Regions from separate parts of the Cricetulus griseus genome. Here region 1 is linked to region 2. Evidence: chromatin contacts called from public Hi-C data. All regions are on one chromosome and are shown on one strand. Each heading gives the region's core, a stretch centred on a gene start, on an enhancer-like site or on the middle of the called end of the contact. The rest is flanking DNA. Distances are from core to core; before and after follow the strand shown. Region 1 has its middle 22 kb from the start of Rsad2. Region 2 overlaps Rnf144a (E3 ubiquitin-protein ligase RNF144A).

Region 1 (6,227 bases), core at 2,282-4,781, 87 kb after region 2:
TGCAGCCTTGGAGAAGAGCCACCCTTCAGAGAGTGAAAATAGACCTTGTCCTTGTCTGTACACATGGTTGCATCTGTAGGTCATTCTATAGCATCGATTCTTCCAGAAAATACTACTGGAGAACTTCAGCTTTGCTACTGGACCTAGGAGAACACTTGGACCAACACTTTAGGGCTATTCTGCAGGAACTGGGGCAAACCAGGCAAGCAGACACTTGCCAAGGACATCTGGGTGGTAACACTGTGGGGAACAAATGCCCTGCAGACATGTGAACAGTGGCTTCAATTAATGTCTCCAGCTAATTAAGAAAAAGTAGCCATGTGTATCTGCAATTGGGAAACAAAAGAAGGAAGCTAGCCTCACATAAATTCTCTAGCCTAGAAGGAAGGAAGGGCGCCTTCCACAAAGACCCAGCAGAAATGTGGCAGTCTACCTTCCTAAGAAGAATTCACTCCACACAGTCTCTAAATCAGTCTCAATTTGGAAACATCCCAAAAGGCTAGAGGTACTACTGGGTCAAAGGAGCATCTCCCAAATAGCTGAAGATCATGGCTCCCAGGAGAGCAAACACATCCTTGTCCTATTCCAATAAGAAAAGGGGGAAAGGACCATAGACACTCAGAAGAGCTAATTTCCAGATCAGATCCATCACAGCCCCATGTAGCCAGGGCACCTGACAGCTCCTCTCCAGCCACAGTGGTCATACAGGAGGACCGAGGACCCATCTCTATCTGTAACTCTCAGTGGCTCAGGATAAGTTTCTGCCAGCTTTCTCTGCCTCCATAGAACGAGGAGATATTTGAACAAAGGGAAGTAGCAAGGCCAAGTGAGGAACTACAGTGGAAAAAACAGCCTTCTCAGTCAGGCAACGTGGCTCCTGGCGTGGGGCCCTACCGCTGGGAGCAGAACGGCACATCAGCCTTGAATATGGCAGTTTCTGTAATACAGTGCCCGATTTCTTTTCCAAGTCCCAAGCCACAATAAGGCCTCAGGAGAAGCCACGTCGTCTAGGAACAGACTGGAAACAGGCATTGCAAACTTGCAAACTGAGTTTTGAAAGATGCTTGTAAAATACTTGCACAAGACCTTCCAGAGCTCCCATTGGTTTGTGGCCTGTGGACTCCTGCTTCATCCATGTGAGTTTATCCTTCAGCAGTTCCTCTTGATGGGGACAGGGACTATCGACATGAGAACATCTTTAGAAACATGAACTCCCAGGGTTGTCAGAGTATTTGTCTAGCATTCACATTCACAGGGCCCTGGGTTCAAAACTCAATACTATGTAAACTGAGTATAGCGGTCCATTCCATTAACTCCCATATTCCAGTGGTGCAAACTGGAGTTCAGATCATCTTCAGCTACTTGGGGCCAGCCTGAGCTAGAGAGCCTATGAAAACTCACTAGTAAAAACTAAAAAAGGGTGTCTTTTTTTTTTTTTTTTTTTTTTTGGTTTTTCAAGATAGGGTTTCTCTGTGGTTTTGGAGCCTGTCCTAGAACTAGCTCTTGTAACCAGGCTGGTCTTGAACTCACAGAGATCCGCCTGCCTCTGCCTCCCAAGTGCTGGGATTAAAGGCATGAGCCACCACCGCCCGGTAAGAAGAGTGTTCATATGGAAAGTTTATTTCAGAATTCAAATTGTGTTGGGTCTGGAAAATTTCCCTTCTATTCTGAGTTACATGCACCCATTTTCCCAAAAGGTTCAGGGAAATAGGTGTGTAAAGGCCACAAGGGACTCCAGCCCCAGGTCTCCCCCGTTATTTTTTTAAGTTTTATTCACTTTACATACCAACCAGAGTTCCCTCACCTCCTCCCCCAACCCCCATCCCCCATCCCACCCCATCTATTCCTCCCATGGGGAGTCAACAAAGCCTAGCATATCAAATCAAGGCAGGGACAAGCCCCTCCCCCCTGCATCAAAGTTGAGCAAGGGAATGGGCTCCATAAAGCTAGCTTCTGCATGTGGGATAGATTCCTGGTCCCACTCGGGCCCTCCCTCTTCAACACAGCTATAACCACTCTGAAGCAAAGTGGGTACTGTCTGTTGTTCTCTTGCAAGACCACCCAGGGCTCCCATTCCACAGAGGCAAGTCCAGAGTCTTGGCCTGCAATTCAAAACCCCTCTAGACATACATCCTGAGCAGTCTTTCAAATGTAATAAAAGCAAAACTGTGGAAGAAACTAGAAAAAAGTATTCCGGACTTTGGTATCACTGACGAAGGCATAATGAGCAAGTCTTGGGGCTCCTTGGGGGCTAAGGTGGCAATCCCGTAGGAAAGGTTCTTCACACTGTGCATTCTTTTGCTGGGGCCTTTCCCACCACTCTGGCTATATCCCACAGGTCATCTGACTCCATGTCCCTCCTTTAAAAGGCCCTTGTCTCTGCCCTCTCATCTCGGGGCACCGTGACCACATTGCCTTCCCTCTGGAGTTGTATTTATACACATCTCTTAGCAGTCTAAACTCTCACCCTGGCCAGCATCACTGAGAAGGGTCTATTCTGTCTCCCAGACACCACTCCTGGAAGACACTTCCTTCTTAAAACCATCCTAAGCAAGCCTGGACTGTCCTTCCACCCTAGGTCACAGGAACCCTGGGAAGGGTTTCCAGGGCCTTGTCCAGCTCTCCTTGTTACCTGGCCTTTGACCCCGCACCACCACGCAGGCTGTAGATAACTGTTCAAAATAAGCATCTTTTTAAATGTTCTCTGAAAAAGAGACCAACGGAAAACTAGAGCAAACTTTAGGAAAGACCACCAGAGGCCCGCCTAGGGTGAAGAAGTCGCCTCTTCCCGCCCTAGGACCAGGAAGCCTCCCCTTGGCAGGAGCGGTTAAATCTCTGAGCGCCACAGATGGTGTAGAAAACCGGGAGCGCTGCGGAGCGCGAGATGCGGGAGACCTGAGGGGACTTCCTAGGGCGGGTGGGGCGCAAGGGACACAGAGACTCCTGGGCCAGAGGCCAGCAGAGAACAGTGCCCACGGACAGGCGCAACTAAGCACTGCGGGGTACTCGCCACTGCCGCCGGCCGGAACCGACCAGACCTTCCCCACGCCCTCACTCTGCCCACGACCAGGTCGCGGCGAGAGTCCACCCAAGGCCTGCAGACGGCCGCCCACCGGGGCCACTCCAACCCAGGGTACCCCGCGCCTGCGGCTGGAGACTGCCCCACGGTGCACAATCCCCAAGTGCGAGCGGCCAGGGGGACTCGGGCGCCACCCGAGCGGACACCGGGAGCAGAGCCCTCAGTTGCTGCCCCGGAGCCCGCGGGTCACCTCCTGGCAGCAGGGGCTGGGGGACCGATATCAACCCCGCACAGCCCCGTCCCGCGCGGCCCGCCTGCTTGGGCGATGCCGACACAAAGGGGACGCGCGCGTCACCCACCTGGTCCCGCGCGGTTCGGGTTCCCGCTCGGCCTCGTTGCGCGCGGCTGCGATGGCCCCGCCCGGTGCCCGCTCGCGGGTGCAGCTGCCCCGTCAGCCTCCCGCGCGCGCAGCCCGCCCCGCAGCGCAGCGCCCTTTATGCCTCCCCGCCCTGCGCCCCGAGAACTGCGCGCGGGGTCGGCGGGGCGCGAGCGCGCACTAAGCGCGGGCGCGGGAGGCAGAGCCATTTCGCATGCCTGCGCCCCCTGCCGTCCAGAGGCGCCCCAACGTCCATGCAGCAGGACCAGGCGGGCAGCTCCCTAGAGCGATGGCAGAGGGTCCAGGTCAGCTCAGTGACAGGGTGCCCTGGAGAAAAACAAGGATGCAAAGAGGCCGCCTGAAGGTGGGCCCCTGTTTCAGTACTATAAAAACAAGTACCAGCAGCTAGAAAAAATACGCGAAGCTAGCCAGGAGCATTTGGGACCCTGGGATGGAGTCTCGCCATGTAAATGAGAGCCTTTGGGTTTGCCAAAACTTGCTTGATGATCCTGCCTGTGAGTACTTTAAGATGAAGACGGAGCCAGAGGACAAGAATCATCTTTTCACCCTAACACCTGGATGCAGCGATGGATGGAGCAGAGTCCTCGACCTGCATGGCCAGAAGCTGAAGCTCGGTGCACATATGGGAAAAGCAGCAGCTACAACGTTTCAGTTCTTTGTCTTAGAACCTGAGATCCACCTCTGGCTGTGAACCCCCATGAGCTATTGTCTCCGCACTCACTCTGGTAGCTCCTGGAAGTTAATGTCTTATGTCTATGTCAAACGTCCAACCATGAACGATGCCTGTGAGTATGGCTGATGGCTGCAATGTCCCCACAGGCAAGTGCTTTGAAGACTTGTTTCTCCCAGCTGGTGAGGATATTTTGGAAGATTCTGGGAATGTAGGGAGGTGAGAGGTGACTACAGAAGGCCCTTGGGAGAATCGTAAACACACTGCTTCTGCTAAGGTGTTCTGTGAAGCATTTGGGCCCAAGCAGCCATGGCCTGCACCATTTGGCCCGGGGAATGAGAAGAACCAATTTGACTTCTCTGATCGTTCGTGGTCTCCATCATCCCGGTCCCCTGTCTGCCATTATTGTCATCCCCCCCCCATGTCCCGTGATTTCCCCCTCTCCATCTTACCCTCCCCCACTGTCTCCCTCCCCATAATGGGATTTGAAAGCTCTGTATAATCTCTCTTCAGCTGGTACATTCTTATCTGTGTGTGCATGACTGTGTTTATACATGTGTATGTGGGCGTGCATGTATGCCTAATGTCAATGCTGGGGTGCCCACCTCTATATTCCCCCATACATTTTGAACCTGACACCCTGTAACTAAGCTGTGCTGGTTGGCCAGCAAGCTCCAGGACCCCCGTTACCCAGTTCCAGGATGACAGGCATGCACCCCACCTCTATGTTGACATGCATACTGGATATTAAACTTGGGTCTTCAGGCCTGCATGGCAAGCACTGCACTGACTGGGATGTCTCCCGAGCCCCTAGACCCACATCCTCACCATCAGTTAATGTGTTGACTGTCTCTGATCTTCAAAAACGTGCACTTGCAGGATGATGTGTCTCCCACATGCAAGCCTAGCATTCTCAGCTCCTCTGAGGTAGAAGGGTCGAAAATTCAAGGCCAGCCTGGACTAGACAGTGAGATCCTGCGTCAAATAAGCAAAAGTCCGATTAAACAAAACAAGGACATGTGCCAGCCTCCTAGAGCCTTGACTTGCCTCAGACTCTGTATAAATGCCATTGTTTGAGAAAGCTCGAAGAGTTAAGAGTCTGAACAACAGTACTTTGTTGCTTCGGCCTCTCACTGGAAGAAAGAAATAGTTTTGCCTGAAGGCCTGAGTTTTGAGAGAAATGTGTTCACACCTCCCCAGGCCTGGTTGGGGAGCAAAGTTATGAATGAAGGATTGAGAGGTTTTGCTGGGGAGGCTGGAAGCTCACAGTAAGTAGAAGCAGGAGTTTTGAGATATTGTTCTATCTATGACACCAGGGACTAGAAACACACTGCCTATGAATATCTGGTGGTACATGGAAAACCCAGCCTCATCAAACTGCAGAAATGATACCTGCCAGCACTTATGTGGTAATTGTGCATCTACACTCCCAACTCTCGTGATGAGTTGGCTAATGAGACTATCGCTGGGGAGATGGACTGAGGCTTTTCCACATAGGCATTGAAATCAGGGTTTGTGCAGACTGTGCAGTGCATTTCCAGCTTATCAATGAAGCTCATTGAATCTGCCATTACTCTCCACATCTCCAAATCACCAAATATTTATATATATATATTGTTTATTCGTGGATTATGGCACTTGCCATGTTTCCTGTGTTGGGTGTGTGCTCCAAGGCTCAGATCATCAGCTACGGAATCTTTCCATGAAACCCCACACAGAGTCCAAGTGTAGTAAGTGCTCACTAATGAAGGAAGCTGGCTCCTCTGAGCTCTCAGGAACTAATGCCATTCCCTCCAGAAGCTGCCTGGCTCTTAAAGCCATACAACCCTCACAATGGCTCCTCAGTCCAGCCCCTTGCCAGTGAAAGACTGGTCATCTCCTCCCAAGGTGGTCACTTTGAACCTGTTTGAAAGACCTTACTGTTAGGGTCTGTGCCAGGGATGTGTCATGCACTGTCTCTTACAGGGTAGGTACCTTATGATCATTCACAGTGGGCATGGATGCCCAGGAGAATACACTCGTGCCTATGTAAATGGTCTAGAGGCTGAAGCAATGGAAACCCATTGTGAAGCTTTTCCCAGATACAATTGAAGGAAGTTTAAAGTTATGACTTACAGTTAAAAGAGGAAAAAGAGAACAAA
Region 2 (6,445 bases), core at 3,453-5,952:
TTGCTAGTCTAGCTGGTTGATGAGCCCTGGGTTCAACTAAGAGAGCCTGCCTCAAAATAGAAAATGGAGAGTAATCCAGGAAGATACTCAGCGTCAACTTCCACCTGAATGCCAGGATTACAGCATGTGCCATGTCTGGAGTATGCAGGGGTGGTTATTGAACCCGGAGCTTCCTGTATGCTAGGCAAGCAGTCTACTGACTGGGCTCATCTCCAGCCCCTGAGGAAGTTTTGTGGTAAGGACAATGCTTGGGCTAGGAACCTCCTTTATTCCACTAGAAAGAGTCCTCCATTCCTGTTAATTCGGGCTAAGAGGCAGGAGTCACTCATTCATTTACTAGGGATTACTCTTAGGGACAAAAGCTGGACTGTTTCCCTAAGTAGATGCCTCATCTGCTTCTAGCTCTTCCATCCCAGGAAGTCAACTTCTGCTGATTACTTTTAATCAAGCTACAGAGCAAGGACATTTCTTCCTAGGGTCTGGAAGCTTCTATAACCTGGCATCTAAATTCAGTGATCTTTGCTAGTATCAATTGCCTGATGCATGAAGGGTCAATCAGCAAGTATGTATAGCCTCTGATGGCAGAAGCATCAGCCATGAATGGGAACAGGGACCTACAACATAGCAAGTCCTGGATGGTGGTTCATACATCCAAACTGCAGCAGGAAAGCAAAGGATGCTGTCACCAAGCCTACCCTGGTGACAGAGCTGACAGAAGGGATGAGAGCCCTGTGCAAAGGTCAGCAAGGAGGCTCTGGAAAAGGAACATGGTAGAAGGGCCTGGGGACAGTGTACAAAGTGAGAGATGACAGTGCTGTCCTGGGAGATCAACAGAGGATCTGTGGCTGGAGCATGGCTGGGGTGCCTTCCTGAAGACAGGGATACAAAGGTAACCAGGGACCAGTGGCGGTGTGGGCAAAGGAAATCAGGGACCAGTGTGTGTGTGTGGGGGGGGGGCAAAGGAAATCAGGGATGAGAGGGCAGTCATGCTAGTCTCTTCAGCATCAGTACGGCCACTTTGCCTAGCTGAACTACATGACAGTATACATTTTGTTGGGGAGGGATGTTCCTGCTATAACCAATTTCTTATGGTTTACTCTGTTAAATTCTAAGGTTCATGGGATTAATTTACAAAGTCTACCTAGGCAAACAGCTGGGCTATCTGACTGGGAGGAGCAAGAGGGAAGAAATGCAGTAGTTTTTTGCCATATTGTAATAGACTAAATTTTAGAGAGATGCGGGGCTGTTAGCTTCAGGTACCCATGGGCCTATTAGTGATCATGCTTTTCACCAGCACTCACTATGACCATTGTTCTTATTGCGACACTCCCATTTCAGATCACCCCCAACAGAGGAAAAATTGCAGGTACCAAAGGACTTACTCTGGGTGTGTAGCCCACAGTGCATCTTTCATCCATTTAAGGAGTAGAAAGGGGATCTTACACATCTTTACATTACCAGAGACTTTCATTGTACCTGGCAAATATTCTCACATGTAAACAAACCACAGGTGTGAAAGAGACTCAGGAGGTAGACCGTGTACTGAGCATGTAATAGTCACATGCTCTCAGGTGGCACTTTCTGGAAGGAAGCCAGTCATAGCTCCCAGCCCATGGCTCTCAGCACCCAGCCCATGGCTCTCAGCCCATTCATTCTTCCACAGCTCCTGCATTACCATACCTGGTCTCCCCAGGAAGGAAGGTGATTGGCATGGTCTCCGGGCAGCCTTGGTTAGGGTGCCAGCGAGCTTTGCATGCGGAGCAGAATTCCATGTCGCAGGCTTTGCATTGCACCAGCTGGGGGGTCTGCATCCCTATGTCCTGGAGTTGGCACACGGCTTGGCAGGTGGTTGCTGGGCACCATGTCCGGCAAGGGTCAAAAAGCACCTCTAGCACAAGGAGACAGAAGATGAAAATCAGATTCAGGACACCACAGACACTGGAGAGGGTGAACATGGAGAAGGCCCTCTGGGCACCGACTAAGGCAGTCAGAATACACTCCAGATAAACTGTTCCTTTACTGTTCCCATGTTCATCCAATTCCACTCAAGCCTCTCCCAGCTTTTCAGCCTTGGACCTGGTATGCCAAGGGCTCCCACACCTGCCATCTCACCCTCCAATTGCTTTTCGTTCTGGCTGCTCACCCAGCCCAGTCTCTCTGAGTGCCAACATCACTAGATCCTTGTCTGACCTGCCCTCCATGTTCCCACCACAACCAGGACACATTTCCTGAATTCACATAACAGCCTTGTCTTGAACCCTCACTACTTAGCGCCAGGTTCACACATACCCACTTGCAAATCTCTGTTGGAAGGTAAAAAGGAAGGAGGCCTTCTTCCATTTTATGCCTGTCTACAGTGGCATACAGAACCATGGCTTTTGCTATGGCATTTCTAGAACTAGGTGTCATATTTTGTTCATAATTAGTCTTCTAGTAGGGTGATTCACATGCCCAAGACAGATTCGCTTGCCAAGTCTAAACCTGGGTAAAACTAGCAGCTTGCATTCCCTGCAGGTTAAGTCTAAGCTACTGCAAAACTTTTCTTAATGGGATTGGTCAGGAAGTTTAGTTTAAAAACAGAATATGGTGGCATTCCTTCCTTCACATCACGATCTAAGCCCTGCATTTATAGCTGCTCTCTGCGGTGAGCCAGCCCAGCATCTCGCTTTCCCTCCTCTTTAGTGGACTTCAAACTTACACCAGCTGTGGTAGGCAACACCAGCAGGAGGCTAACATTCTGACAGGGACCACACAGGCCAACGGATTACCAGACCATCTCCACAAGGCTGTATAGGCCACTGACCCTCAGCTTTGTAGTCGGGCTGTTCTTGAGAAGCAATCTGGGGAGCACTGAATTTTGATGGGGAAATGTGCAAAAAGAACTTGCTAATGTGCAAGGAAAAGGGTGTTTGTTTGTAAACATCCTGGCCCAACCCCCAGGTAGCCAGATACATTTGTGGCTCACCTGATTCAAAGACAGGAACTCTACTCAATGGGACACCCAGCTGACTGAGACTGCAGAGGGCTGTGATAAGCATTGACCTAGCACATAAGCCTCTGCCCATGTTTCTGAGGCAGCTTCTAAATTAGGACAATGTGGGAGGACTCATTCGAACTGTAGGGAGCACCATTCCGATGCATGGGGGTCCTGGGCTGAATAAGAAGAAGCAATCAAGCAAAGAACAAGCATTCGTTCCTTTCTGCTTCCTGACTGCAGATGCAATGTGACCAGTCACCTCACATTCCTGCCACCATGGCTTCCCCACTGTGGTGGGCTTACAGAACTTCCAATGGTGAGCCAAATAAATCCTCAGTTACAAGGTCTGAAGCTGTAGAGTGTGTGACCTCATACAGCTTGAGTGTGCCTTTCCATGGGGTCCATGTTCCTCAAGAATAGGGGACAATCTGGCCAGTGCTAAAGGAGCAAGCCTGTCAGGTATAAGCTCAATAATGACCTTACCCACTGTAGTAGAGGACGGCCAACCTCTGTAAAGGGCAGGGTAGGTATTATTTACATTCCTAGGGACCATGTGATTTGGGGGTTTCTGTAACATCTACTTGAGGTTAAGAGTAGACTATCACCCATTAATGAAGGTTCTGAGAAAACCTAAATTATAGTAGCTGGGGGTGGGAGACGGGTTGGTCTACTAGGCATGGCAGCTGACCCTTAATCTAGTGTAACTCCTTGCCTTATTTATTAAGGTAAGTTCATCAGAAGCATAAAAGCATATATCTTATTGATATGAAAGCAACAGCCAGAGATGGTGCCTGTGAAAACAGGGGGACTCCAGGTCTGAGAACCTGCATCGCACACTGACTGGACTCCATGACAGTACTGTAAAAACCTCTGAGATGCCCCTGACACTGAGATAATGAAGAGCAGCTACTGTCTGACTTGGTGTCAATGTGTGCTGTCTGAAGAAGGTTCCTGACCTCTGCACATGTGGATAAGTGTGGAGACAGAACTGGGGCACATGGAGAAGAGTTGACTTTCAGTCTTGAGATGCGGAGAGCTCCCTAAAACCTCCCAGCCCTCAGGTGTATGCTGGGAGGAAATCCCCAGGAAGCTCCCATAGCCCAAGAACCCTGAGGATTCTCTCTGCTAGCAGCTCTTCCCCTGTCAACACACAACTTCAAATTCACCTACCAGGTCTCTGACTCTCTCTGTGTATGTGATGGGGGAGCCAGCCTGACCTCAGGTCAATATGATACACTCTATCTGCATAGCTACTGAATGAAGTTCTGGGGAGAGGGAGACATGGGGACTCAACATGCTGAATGTGTGACAGGGACCCAGGCCTCTGGCTTTCTGTTTAATATCATGCTGTAGTTGGACCTTGTTAGGACTAAGCTTCCTGTCTCAGACCCTGGGAAACCCTATGTCCTGCCTGGTGACACTCCTGTGCTCTAGACATCAGTGGGGGTTAGGACAGGCTTCTCTTCACACACTTCTGACAACAGTGAGAGAGGCCACCTTGTACCTTTATCACAGAAGGCCCATTCAGCTGTGGCATGGAAGGGAGACCTAAGGAAGGTTTCCATGGTAACAACTCTAAGTCTATGACTGGTTTACTCAGGGCCATAATATGGCCTTGCTTATTACCACACAGAGAGATTCCCTACAGGCAAAGGGGAAGTGATCTGCCTCTGAGCAGACTACAGCATCCTCCTTGAGCTGTGAGGCCGACAGTGCAGACCCAACGCCTAGCAGAAATCTATTAATACGCTCATTGTTCTTCCCACTGCTCAATTCTTCCAGCTGTGCGTACAAGCAGGGATCAGGCAATAACAAAGCTCAGAGCAGACAGCATTCATGTGCTTGTCTTAGAATGGATAAATGTGTCTCCTGGTTTCCCTGTCACCAGCATCTATTAATAACCCATTGTCTATGCTGTGCTGCATCCTATATAGTGTGTCATATACACACGTGTATTATATACACAAGTGTATGTACATGAACTATGTTAACATGAAGCAAGCTCTGTCTTCTGGGGGAGCAAGAGAATCCAGACATAACTCCACTCTGTCAAAGACCTACTAGTCCCACAGACCTTCTCTTCAGGAGACAGGGTTAATGTGTGTTTCTTAGGGATTGTAGGTGAAGCAGAGACCCAAGAGATCTCTTAGAAAAACATCAAGGTACTTTTCACAAGGTTTACTCTTTAAAGTCAAATGGTATGCTAAACTATTCTGAGGGACCAGCAACCAACATACCCTCATGTGCTCCCAGCTGCTGTATTGACTGACTCACTTAGTAACCTAGTCCTCATTTGCGGTGGTGGGTTAGACCCTGTTGGGAAGACACTGCAAACTGAGGACTCTGGTTATTGTTAGGGGTGGAAATGTACCCAGTCATGTTATTAATCACTCAGAGATTTTCTTTTCTTTTAATAAACAAAAGGATCAAGTTGGGATACTATGAACTTCCAGACAGCCTGGAAAAAAACACATGTAGCTTTCCGTGGCATACACTAAAAATCTGCAGGGCAGGCACGCCCAAGAGCATGCTCCGTGGACCTTTCTCTAGACCTTTTTCTCACCCAGGTGCTATAGTGAGCCCAATGGAACAGAAGGTTCCAGAAAGCAAAAGCAGTACCCAAGAACCTTCCCTGGCCTCCAGATGGACAAAGACTTCAGGGGGGAGAGGTCAAGAATCTGAAATGAAAATGCAGGCTGCTGGGTCAGTGGAGACACACCAGGGCTAAATAAAGAGGTGTTTGAAGCTTAAACTCACTGTAAGTTTTCTCTGTAACTAAAAATGTTAGAAAATCATCTAAATGAATTTCCTCCCAAGACGTCCTTCATGGACTAAACTTTGAAGAAATGAAGCAAGTCAAAGTTAGCTTTCTGATCACATCTCTAGGTTCATTCAAGGTGCTGGCTAGAATATGAAGCTGTGTTTTAGGTCCCACTTCTAACATTCCATCTGGCCAGCACTTCTGTGGTATTAAGTCCAAATCCTTTTAAAACATCACTCAGCATTAGACTGCTAAGATATTTTCTAGTGACGGTTTTCCATATTTTTCTAACCTAAGTTAAGGTGATTCATTTCTGATGCAAGAGCCAGAATCTTTTAGACGAAGCCAGAGGAAAAACAAAGCTCAAAATTATTTGGTTGAAAAATCTACCCAGCTTCACATTTGAATTAAATTTGATGTCAAAGAACGTTCATGTTCCTGTGATCGAAACAACTCCCAGTCTCTGTTAAGAACCCATGAAAACAGGTTTAAACAAGTCTGAGGTTCTTAGATGCAACTTAACTGACTCTATAACCTCCCATTCTGTCTATAATGCTGCACGGCATTAAGTTTAAGGTGAGATGCCCCAATGTGAATGATGTCTTCCATCTAAAGAAACAGACTCTGGAAAACAAATTTTGAAGCCATTAAAAATCCCTATTGATGTTGTAAAAGATTTATTTAATCTAATTTTATGTGTATGTATG

What was found. A called contact is a pair of places that touch in the nucleus more often than the background predicts.
Region 1: a contact with region 2 is called in a Hi-C map of liver, with 3 times the contacts expected there. The contact joins two enhancer-like sites. A contact is called at or near these places in 2 of 8 Hi-C or Micro-C datasets (fibroblasts and liver).

Annotation. Positions count from the first base shown.
Region 1 is chr7:29,179,585-29,185,811 of CriGri-PICRH-1.0, forward strand. No RefSeq gene overlaps it. Among named protein-coding and RNA genes, the nearest start is that of Rsad2, 22 kb to the right of the region's middle. Within about 2 kb of position 3,532, at least 1 of the 6 cell types and tissues checked has open chromatin away from gene starts, as enhancers often do.
Region 2 is chr7:29,091,414-29,097,858 of CriGri-PICRH-1.0, forward strand. Rnf144a (E3 ubiquitin-protein ligase RNF144A) reads right to left here. Exons shown (of 7, transcript XM_035447183.1): 4 at 1,681-1,888. Among named protein-coding and RNA genes, the nearest start is that of Rnf144a, 14 kb to the right of the region's middle. Within about 2 kb of position 4,703, at least 1 of the 6 cell types and tissues checked has open chromatin away from gene starts, as enhancers often do.